Regions from separate parts of the Hordeum vulgare genome. Here region 2 is linked to region 1. Evidence: chromatin contacts called from public Hi-C data. All regions are on one chromosome and are shown on one strand. Each heading gives the region's core, a stretch centred on a gene start, on an enhancer-like site or on the middle of the called end of the contact. The rest is flanking DNA. Distances are from core to core; before and after follow the strand shown. Region 1 holds the start of LOC123452052 (myosin heavy chain, embryonic smooth muscle isoform). Region 2 has its middle 11 kb from the start of LOC123452057.

Region 1 (5,727 bases), core at 1,802-4,301:
TCATCTCCAAGGACACGCGTGTCCAACCCCCTGCCCGGCTGTCTCTCCCTCCACTCCACTACCTCTCTCTTCACTCTTTTCCTCCCTCCTTGGATCCCCTTTCTTGTCAAGCTCGCCGGAGACGCCGCCGCTTGCCATCGCAACGCAAGATGCAAGAACCGGCGGGATCCGCCAGCCCCGAGTCCGAATCGACGTCCACACCTCCAGCTCCGACATGCACGCCCGCTAGAAGCCGCCATGAACCACACCACCTCGTTTCTCCGGTGCGTTCTTGCTCCTAGATAGTTCCTAGCTCCATTGTTGCTCCTGTCGTCCCTTTAATGGTGATTTCGGGCGCCGACGTGCAGGAACCTTTTGAACCAAGGTCGCCTTTCTCGGATCCGTCGGCCGCCGTTGCGACGCCGTCGCGGTCATTCTCCTCCCCGTGCAGATACAGGGACCATGACGGGCTCTGCGTCGTCTGCGTCTCCTTTGGACCACAGACTCGAAGCCGCGTGTCCCTCCTACTTCTTCCTCGACCTCTGACCGCCATCGATGTTGTCTGGAAGTCGGTGTTGTCCATACTCTCGCCTCCTGAGCCATCCGACCCCGCCACGAACCACAGGGTGAGGGGTCGCCTCTGCCTGCTGCTAGCTTGCTTTGCTGCTTGTTGTTGTTGCGCTACTGGCTGCTTGCTTTGCCGCTTGCTGCCGCTGGTTGTTTTGCTTGCCGCTGCTGCTTTCCTTTGTTGCTGCTGCTGGCCTTGCGGGTAAATGAGAGAAAGAAATAAAGTTCTACATCTCTACAGGGAGATGGCTAGATTCACCGCTGTACAGACTATAGAGAGATGACCATGTTTTAGTACCTTTTAATTTACTTGCTCCTCAGTGACTAAGGCTAGTCTTCCTTGTGCATAAAAGTTTCAGAAAAATGCTCAACTTGCTGATCTTGTAAAATCCATAACAAAATGATTCTTCTATTGGTGTCACTGTTTGCACCTTTATTTAGTTTATTAATCTTCCTCTCACTGTTTCAATATTTAGTTTATTAATCTTTCTCATCATCTCCATCGCCAACGTACTTATGTTTATCGACATCGTCAATGTCGGTGGTCGCGGTAACGGACTATGGCAAGTGTGCTCTGCCGGTAGGCAATGCCTCTCACCCTCCGCCGGCCGGCCATGCCTCTCATCCTGATCACCTTCAACCTACTTATTCATTGGTTCGTGAGGAGTCTGCTCGATGTTGCGGATAACTTACAAACATATTTAAATTGGTGATACTTGGAGCAAGGTGGGATTATTCCACGTGAAATAACCACGTATCTTTTTTTCACGACATGAGTATGTTATAGTTTTTTTTAACTTAGGTGTATGCTACAGGTCAACTGGCTACCTTGATTAGAATTTGATCGTACGAAAGGGGGTTTTGTGTAAAACTGGAAAAAACGGTTCATTGTCACTTAAAAGAGTGACTGTGGGTTAGTTCGGATAAAATATAGGGGGTTTTGTGCAAAACGTAAAATAACGGTTCGACTTGACTAACATAAGGACTGCGGGTTGAATCCTCGAAAACGGAGGGGCTTTTTTTGCATAATTGCCATGACGGACCACAGAAGCACTACGTGCTTTATTATTAGGGAGAGATGGGCAGTTAGACGCCACAAAAAATCATATTGAGTGCTTAACACTAGTTGGACTATGACTGGAGCTATAGCCCTAGATGCCCTTGACCTCCTCCCGCTACTTGTACTTTACATACATGAGCATGTAAATGAAAATTACAATGGATAATGAAGTTATACCTTCTCTAAATGACCCAATATCATTTTTGTACCAAACTACTTTACCTATTTTTTAGGTTATTGTGTCACCATTTTTTTACAACACAATCTCTACCCTACATTTATTAAATAAAATTAACCAAAGTCCACATAAACATGCCAGAATTTTTGAGTTGGTTTCCAATTTAAACCGGCTCTATTTCTTTGAATAGTGACCAATATACATGTGGGGATTAAAGAAAAAAGAATAAGGAGCTAAGTTTTCATGTTGCAAAGTTCAATTTACATTTTAATGGCCTCAACATATTATGTGTCACTTAGATGTACTATAGTGTGTTTATATATATATGCATATATTATTGTTAACTATAAATATCACGAATGCATCCACTAGTTAGCAAATATCCTAACCAAGGATTCTCGAGTATGGGTGTTTATTTAGTTATAGCTAACAAAAATTTCTAGAATTCATATGTGTCAATAAGGAGTCCATCTTCCAGCTCCACCCTCACACTCCCTAGTGGACATTGCTTATTTCTTACAAAAATCATTGCTTGTTTCGGCCTTGTTTGGTTTCAACCTAACCCACGTGTATCAACCGAGTTCTTGTCTTGAACCACGTGTATCCGTCCAGCCATGGAATGGTTCCCGGGCCAGGCTGAAAGGCTTGTTTGGTTTAGCTCCGACGTGAATATTCCACGACTCGAGTTACTATGTTTCACTCCAATGCACGGAGGGTAAAAAGGAATCGCTCTCCACGAGTGGAACAAATCCACGCCAAGCGACGGGAGCAGCTGAAGGGATTGAAAGACACGATGGGGTTAATCCAATCCACATGTGGATCAGTTCCACTGATGGATTAATTTCCTAATAACCAAACAAGGCCTTCAGGTTTTAAATCTCCACATAACATCACTGAGATCCAACATAGCTATATGTTTTCATCGATCATAGATTTTAGCATGCGCTTAGATGCCGTCCTCATCTGTCCATGGAGTGATAGAAAATCCAGGGAGTCTTGCATCAAGGGTAGCAAATAGCCATGCCCTCTTGCCACTACCTCTCAAGTTCACATAATTCACTAAGTATGAACATATAGGAGTGGTATATGTTGAGAGTGCATGCACAGAGAGGGATTGAATAACATGACTACTTGAAATTCATAGACATATTCTCCTCAACATTTTCTCTAAGATTCAAAATCAAGTGACCCATTTGAAAAAGAGATATCTCAATTTTGAACAAAGGAAAAAAGAAAAAAAGAAACTCAAGGATGGGAGGGTGTCGAGACTCCAGATTCTGAACTCCTACCGAACAGTCACGAGTCCCCCCTAATCACGTCACCCACCCCCACCCCCACCCTCCTCCCGACCCGGCCGGCCACGCCACGCCACGCCAATTCTCCCAATTCTCGCAGCCCCCGCCATGGCCGACGAGGAGGACGCCGGCGCCCTCTCCGACGTCGACGAGGACCCCCTCCCCCCACCTCCCCCATCCACCTCCTCCTCCTCCTCGATCAAACCCCCACCCGCATCACAGCCCCACCACGCCGATGCGGCGGCGGCGGCCGCCCAGCAGCAGCGCCTGCTCGACCTCACCGCCGAGCTGGAGGAGGAGCGCCGCCTGCGCCGCGCGGCGGAGGAGTCCCTCGCGAGCTCCGAGACCCGCCTCGGCCGCCTCAAGGCGTTCGCGCAGGACGCGCTGCGGAAGCGCGACGACTTCAAGGCCGAGTCCGCCGCCTCGTCCCGGGCGCTGCAGGCGCTCCAGGCCGAGGCGGCCACCGCCTCCTCCATGCTCTCCTCCGGCCTCGAGCGGATCTCCGCCAAGGCGTCCCCGTCCACCCCGCCCGCCCCGCTCCCCACCTCCGCCAAGTACTCCGCCGGCCTCCCGGCCCTCGCCTACGGGGTCCTCAAGCGCGCCAACGACATCGTCGACGACCTGCTCGCGCAGATCGACGCCGCGGGCCGCGACCGCGACCGCGCGCGCCAGGACATGGACCAGCGCAACTACCAGATCGCCATCGAGGTGTCCGAGCTCGAGGCGGCCGTGGCCTCCCGCGCCGCCGAGTCTGAGTCCCTCTCCAGGTCTCTCTCCGACCGGGAGGCGGAGATCTCTGCGCTCCAGGATAAGGTCGGATCCCTCGTGGCCAAGATGGACGCGCAGAGGCCCGTCCTCGCCGAGCAGATCGGCTGCGCCTCCAGGCTCTACGATGAGCTGCGCGAGCTAGTTATGCTGGTGGACGCTGACGCCGCCACCGCACTGCCCGACTCTGTCTTCGTGTGGAAGGAGACAGACGTGGAGGAGAGCCTCAAGGTTTCGCTCGAAGGGACCAGGATGGCTTACGACATCGCAGCCATGGCGCTGCAGAAGGTCGGGGTGTGGCGGGATAAGGGGAAGAGCAAGGTGACGGAGCTTGAGGAGAGGGTGGAGGAGCTGACCCGGGAGAAGGAGCACATTGGGGTGCTGCTCCGGAGCGCGCTGCAGGCTAACACGACCGAGGTTTTGAAGGTGGCCGAGGATGGGCTGAGGGAGGCGGGAATCGAGATAGGGCTCAACGGCCACAGGGATCACAGGCCAGGGAGCACGGAGAAGGATGAAGTATATACATTGGTAGGTGCACTGTGAATAATCTCATGCTGTTGCAAGTTCATCAACGTACCATATATCTAGCCATACTGAATTATTTGTTCTGTAACAATCCAACGAATATCGTAGGCAGGGGCATTGGAGAACAGCATGAAGGAGTCCCAGATTAAGATCATTGAGCTGCAACATCTTGTTGAAGCACAAAGGTATCTAACTTGATTGCTGCATTTTTGTTTATTTGTCATTTTATTTTTATTTGCCGCACTGCCGTTGAACTTGAGCAACATTAAGAAAATTACTATCCATTGGATTTAATGTGGAACAGCCATGTGGTTTAAAGCGTACGCTTTTTGACCTCTTTTAACCAACAATAAGCTACGCAAATTGATGTATAGATTATCCTTCAGTGTACCACTCTTGGTATCTTGGTATGAACAAAAGCTGCAATTCATTACTAAAGCCAAAGTCATAGGACTATACTATTATAAAAAGTTTCGTACATCGGGCTCAAAATTGCCATTTCCTACTTCCCATCTTCTGAAATTGGTGGCTTTCAGGGCAGAGTCAAGTCTACTAAGGACGAGGATGGAAGGGCAAGAAAAGGAGATTGGTCAGCTACGGAAGCAGATAAAACATCTTGAAGAGAAGGAAAGGATGGCCAATGAAAGCGTAATATTTTCTCCTCGTGTCTAATCTGATGGTTTGAGTATATACATATCACTCTTAAGGTCAGAGTCAGTGAGGCAACACATAACCGTGTTTGTTGCATTCTTCAGGTTGAGGATCTGATGGTGGACATTACAGCTGCTGAAGAGGAGATTCAAAGGTGGAAGATGGCAGCAGAGGAGGAAGCTGATGCTGGTAGATCAATTGAGCAAGAGTTCCAGACTCAGGTGTGTTTATACTTTATACAGACATGCACCATACTACTCTGCATCTCCTTTATGTTTTTGGTGTCTTGTTTGTGTTTACATGAGTTACATTAGAGATCAGACAACCAATGGCTCAACTGAATTAATCACTTAGCATTGCAGTTATCTTATATTATAAATATTTCTTTTGGAGGACAGCAAGCATGGTGAGCATGTTAGCAAATTAGGACTCCCTTAGTTAATTAGACAAGCAAATGCTTGACTGAATTAATCACTTAGCATTGCAGTTATCTGGTATTACATATTTCTTTTGGAGAACAGAATAATATTAAGCACGGTAAACATGTTAGCAAACTACCATGACTCCATGAGTTAACTACTAGACAAGCAAATGCTTGACTGAATTAATCACTTAGCATTACAGTTGTCTGATACTCCCTCTGATCCAAAATAAGTGTTAGTTCAAAAATGTGACGCTTATTTTGAATCGGAGGGAGTATTAAATAC
Region 2 (5,727 bases), core at 1,435-3,934, 44 kb before region 1:
GGAACTGGCAGCACATGTGCGGTATTGCGTGATGACAGAGGTACATTTATCGCAGGCTCATGCAGTGGTATCCCTTTTGCTGAAGATGCGAGCTCAGCCGAAGCAAGAGCACTGAGAGATGGGACTGCAGAATCTCGTGGTCGAGTCCGATTGCATGGAGGTGATTGATACTATGTTAAATGATGGCAACTCTCTTGGACCTGCTGCTGCAATCTATGAAGAGTGTTCTTTCCTTGTCAAGAATTTTAGTTTTATTCAGTTTAATTACTGTCCTAGGGAGGCAAATATGGTAGCAGATACTCTAACTAGCAATGCTGATTCCACTAGAACTATAAAGTGGATGAAGGAGCCTCGTGGTTTCCTCATTGATGTACTAGCAAATGATGTAACACTCATATCACATGAAATATAAGGGCCAATTTGGCCTTCCCCGTTCAAAAAAACACGCACATGCTTCTCTCTTTCATCTTGCTTTTTTTTCAATCTCGTTGAGAACCACATCGCAGCCAGCTGCATCTCAAACTTCTCTAGATCAACAATCCACAACCTTCAAACAACCTAGCTTTGATACCATTTGTTAGAATTGATCTGAGGCGCATAGTCGGTCATCCATGGACAAAACAATCACACGATATACTACACCAAGATTTATTAACAAGGTTCACCGACATGACAATATTCTCAGAACTTGATTATGGGCGCTCCTCCCTGCTACAATATCGTGCCCGGGCGCCTGGGTGTCGGCACGTGCCGCCGGCTCCTTCAACATGTGTGTGTTAGAGCATCTCTAGCAGATCCCGCATTTCGCCAGCCCGCAAACCTAGGATGAGGGTCGCAGCAAAACGCTTTGCAGTTCCATTTTGGCTGCGGCAGAACAAACACCGCAATGCGGAACTGCAAAACAGAATATTCTTTTGCAGTTCGGCATTGCGGTGTCTGTTCTGCCGCAGCCAAAATCGGACCGGCATACGTCGGTTTTGACAGGCCGACGCGGTGGGGGTCGGTCCCGACAGGCGGCGCCGTGGTGTCGGATGCCCTTTCGTAGGTGCCAGTGACCTTAACTTCCATTTCTTCTGACACCTATGATTTCCATTATAACTCTTGATCACAAATCCACATGTCATGTTGTCATTGCCAGCTTTCATAAGCCATGGGCAACCTCTTTGACAAACTGCATCAATTCTTATCTTATCATTCTTGATCTTCTTGATTTGCACTCTATTCCTAACTGAATATGCAGTAATAGCATGTCTCAGCTCCACAACATCAGCAAATACCATACCTACTTTGAAGACAGGGGAAACCATGTCAACCTTTGCATTGAAAGATTGAAATTTGTACTTTAGTTGCTCTGCTTCCTCAATGGATAGGTCAAGATCTTCATCCTCAAGTAAATAGTGAGGCTCCGCATCTTCTTCCTCTTCCTCTACTTCTTCATGAACATCAAAGTCAATGTTTTCATCATGCAGGTCATCATCCCCCTCATCTATCTCATAATCACTATCACTAAAATCTGAATCTGAAAGAACTACATCTTCAATGACTGTTTGGCCATCTTCAGTAAGTATATTGTGCTCTACACCTTCAATCAACATATTACAACCACCTGGTATCTCTGAAATGTGTTGTTCATCATTCACTATAATGATGTTGTGGGAAGATGTTGCACTTACTGCTGCAACACTTGAGGTGGCTAGGCTGACAGTTGTATTAATTGAAGGCCATGTTAGTACCAAATCAACCCTAAAATTAGTGACAAAATCTAAATGGTCAACCATTAGTACAAGCATCTTATGGGAAGCACTGGATCTGATCATGTGCTGCAAGTCATCATCACATGTAATTCTGACCAAACCATCTGGGATTGTTTAGTTAGCTAGGCACCAGTACAGGATGTGCTCATCAACTGGATATCCCAACCACTTGAGGTGCTCTTCAATGAATGCATAGGATAACGAGGTAGAGTCAACATAGTCAAAAACCTCAACACAAGGGTTAAAATACTCCAAATTGTTGATTTCTCCACAGAAAATTCCACTATGCTCAAGTTCAAGTGTGAAAAAAGAGAATCCGCAGTTTTTCCATTTAATGAATCACACACTGCAAAAAAAACATTTACATTCAGATAACTACAGTATAGTGACATTCAGTTAACTACAGAACAGTCAAATAATCAGTAAATTACAGAGAAGTTCATAGGTGACAAAAATTCAGTAATTCCATCCCAAATTCAGAAAATCATATTACAAAAACATTCTTTTTTTCCACTAGGTGAACTGTAGAAATAAACTTATAAACCCCATCATCATAGACAGGATCATCTCCCCAAAACGCTAGCTAGCATGCCAAACCACACAAGATCCTACAGGCCCTGAAACTATCCTACGAAATCAACATCACCAAACAAGATCTAATGCCTTCTTGAAACTAGCTCGAGCAGAGCCTAGTAGGCAAAGCGGAGCAGAGCAGAAGTGGCAAAGCGGGGGCGGGGGCAGAGGAGAAGATGGCACGCAGTAATCCGGTGGGAAGGCACCCAACGGCCGGACGAGGTGAGCGGACGATGGCGGCTCCGGTGGGAAGAACTCCGACGACGACGCCGAGGTTGCTGACGTTATCTCTCCAGGATGACCGGAGCACTCCGGTCGCCCCCGACAGGACACAACGACGTGCGAGGAACGAGCCGGACGCGAAGCTTCGCTCCCACAAATTTAATGCAGGTGGGGGAGAGTGCGGGTGAAATAGAGAGAACGACAGGGGGATATTTCTGCAAAAGTGTGTGGCAGGGCTGCCACTTGTCGCGCTGCGATTGGCCCAAGACTAAAACATCACATTAGACGCAAGTTGTGGGATGGCTGGGTCAACTTTTACAAGTTTTGGACCAAATCATCACATTCTACACAAGTTTTAGGACCTGGGTGCTTTTAGCTCTCCAAAGAACTGACTGCTGGGTGTGGATGAAGTGGGAACTGCAGCCCAGACTATTGTTTTTTTCACCAGCACGCTACTGCTGCCCTTGCATCTATGTTGCCAAAATTGTTGGTTTGGTTTCACTTTTTTTCCTATGGTTCAAGTGGCCTTTGGTTTAGTGAACACTCGCTTCCCTCTGCATGTACGTATCATATACGCTCTGGTTTTGTTTCTAGTACTCCCTTTGTTTCAAAATAAATGACTTTAAAGTAACTCAACTTTGTATTAACTTTAGTACAAAGTTGAATTACTTTGAAGTCATTTATTTTAGGATGGAGGGAGTAGTATTTGTTTCCAGGGTTTCTGTGTTCTTTTCTGCTTCTGGTTCAAAAATATAAAAACAAAGCACCCAGTTCTGTCCATGGCTGATGTTGCTGCAGCAATGCGAGCATTTTCTGAAGTTGATGGAGCCTCCGTTTACTCTGAACGCGGACTCTGAATTGGACTTCTCTTCAGGTTATATAACATAGTACATCATGCACGAGAGCCCCTACCTTCACCAGAGATCTTGTATGTCTGTAGTCGGCAACATTCACAATTGCGCACATCTTCTCAAGAAACCATCATTCACTAACAGTTTGTAAATACAAATCGTCGACTTTTCAGTATTTTGTTTGCTAAAAGCACTAAAAAGCTTAGTTGAGGTCCTTTTGACACCGTCTGACCGATGAGGCCCCGTCCTGAGGCCACGCACGAGGTACCAGTTGGGATAGACGGAGGGTATTGACAAGTACTTCCTCCGTTCCTAAATATAAGTCTTTAAACATGTTTTACTAGTGGACTACATACGGATGTATATAGACATATTTTAAAGTGTAGTTTTATTCATTTTACTCCGTATGTAGACTCATAGTGAAATATCTTAAAATACTTATATTTAGGAACGGAGGGAGTAGAATTGTTTTAAACAAAGATAAGGAATAATTGACCCATTTGTAAAAGGTAAACGTTTTTCGCCAGCGCCGGCCGAAACGTTCGGCCGGTCGCGTGGCTGGTGTTGGATCGACGCGCGTGCCCACCGCCTCCTCCTTTCCTCCCCCTCTTCCTCCATCTCCTTCCTCCTCCTCCTCCTCCTCCTCCTCCTTCTCTCTTCTTTCCCCCTTCCCCCTGCAACCTCAGGCGTTGTCGGCGAGCGCTGCGGCTTCTCCACCGGCAGCCGCTGCGCCTGACGGCGGGGATCTCGCGTGCCCACCGCCTCCTCCTTTCCTCTCTACCTTCCTCCATCTCCTCCCTCCTCCTCCTCCTTCTACTCCCCTCCTCTCCCTTTTTCCTCCCTGCAACCTCAGGCGTTGTCGGCGAGCGCTGCGGCTTCTCCACCGGCAGCCGCTGCGCCTGACGGCGGGGATCTCGCGTGCCCACCGCCTCCTCCTTTCCTCTCTCCCTTCCTCCATCTCCTCCCTCCTCCTCCTCCTTCTACTCCCCTCCTCTCCCTTTTTCCTCCCTGCAACCTCAGGCGTTGTCGGCGAGCGCTGCGGCTTCTCCACCGGCAGCCGCTGCGCCTGACGGCGGGGATCTCGCGTGCCCACCGCCTCCTCCTTTCCTCTCTCCCTTCCTCCATCTCCTCCCTCCTCCTCCTCCTTCTACTCCCCTCCTCTCCCTTTTTCCTCCCTGCAACCTCAGGCGTTGTCGGCGAGCGCTGCGGCTTCTCCACCGGCAGCCGCTGCGCCTGACGGCGGGGATCTCGCGTGCCCACCGCCTCCTCCTTTCCTCTCTCCCTTCCTCCATCTCCTCCCTCCTCCTCCTCCTTCTACTCCCCTCCTCTCCCTTTTTCCTCCTTGCAACCTCAGGCGTTGTCGGCGAGCGCTGCGGCTTCTCCACCGGCAGCCGCTGCGCCTGACGGCGGGGATCTCGCGTGCCCACCGCCTCCTCCTTTCCTCTCTCCCTTCCTCCATCTCCTCCCTCCTCCTCCTCCTTCTACTCCCCTCCTCTCCCTTTTTCCTCCCTGCAACCTCAGGCGTTGTCGGCGAGCGCTGCGGCTTCTCCACCGGCAGCCGCTGCGCCTGACGGCGGGGATCTCGCGTGCCCACCGCCTCCTCCTTTCCTCTCTCCCTTCCTCCATCTCCTCCCTCCTCCTCCTCCTTCTACTCCCCTCCTCTCCCTTTTTCCTCCCTGCAACCTCAGGCGTTGTCGGCGAGCGCTGCGGCTTCTCCACCGGCAGCCGCTGCGCCTGACGGCGGGGATCTCGCGTGCCCACCGCCTCCTCCTTTCCTCTCTCCCTTCCTCCATCTCCTCCCTCCTCCTCCTCCTTCTACTCCCCTCCTCTCCCTTTTTCCTCCCTGCAACCTCAGGCGTTGTCGGCGAGCGCTGCGGCTTCTCCACCGGCAGCCGCTGCGCCTGACGGCGGGGATCTCGCGTGCCCACCGCCTCCTCCTTTCCTCTCTCCCTTCCTCCATCTCCTCCCTCCTCCTCCTCCTTCTACTCCCCTCCTCTCCCTTTTTCCTCCCTGCAACCTCAGGCGTTGTCGGCGAGCGCTGCGGCTTCTCCACCGGCAGCCGCTGCGCCTGACGGCGGGGATCTCGCGTGCCCACCGCCTCCTCCTTTCCTCTCTCCCTTCCTCCATCTCCTCCCTCCTCCTCCTCCTTCTACTCCCCTCCTCTCCCTTTTTCCTCCCTGCAACCTCAGGCGTTGTCGGCGAGCGCTGCGGCTTCTCCACCGGCAGCCGCTGCGCCTGACGGCGGGGATCTCGCGTGCCCACCGCCTCCTCCTTTCCTCTCTCCCTTCCTCCATCTCCTCCCTCCTCCTCCTCCTTCTACTCCCCTC

The links. Hi-C and Micro-C count contacts between places; a contact is called where the count stands out from the background.
Region 2: a Hi-C map of leaf shows a contact between it and region 1, with 2.5 times the contacts expected there. The contact joins the enhancer-like site here to the promoter of LOC123452052 in region 1. A contact is called at or near these places in 2 of 6 Hi-C or Micro-C datasets (leaf and seedling).

Annotation. Positions count from the first base shown.
Region 1 is chr5H:518,942,997-518,948,723 of MorexV3_pseudomolecules_assembly, reverse strand. It overlaps LOC123452052 (myosin heavy chain, embryonic smooth muscle isoform), which reads left to right and starts at 3,051. Exons shown (of 5, transcript XM_045128625.1): 1 at 3,051-4,372; 2 at 4,478-4,554; 3 at 4,906-5,017; 4 at 5,125-5,241. The coding sequence starts at 3,188.
Region 2 is chr5H:518,986,893-518,992,619 of MorexV3_pseudomolecules_assembly, reverse strand. No RefSeq gene overlaps it. Among protein-coding and RNA genes, the nearest start is that of LOC123452057, 11 kb to the left of the region's middle. Within about 2 kb of position 2,684, at least 3 of the 3 cell types and tissues checked have open chromatin away from gene starts, as enhancers often do. A contact at or near this core is called in leaf and seedling, where this site is marked.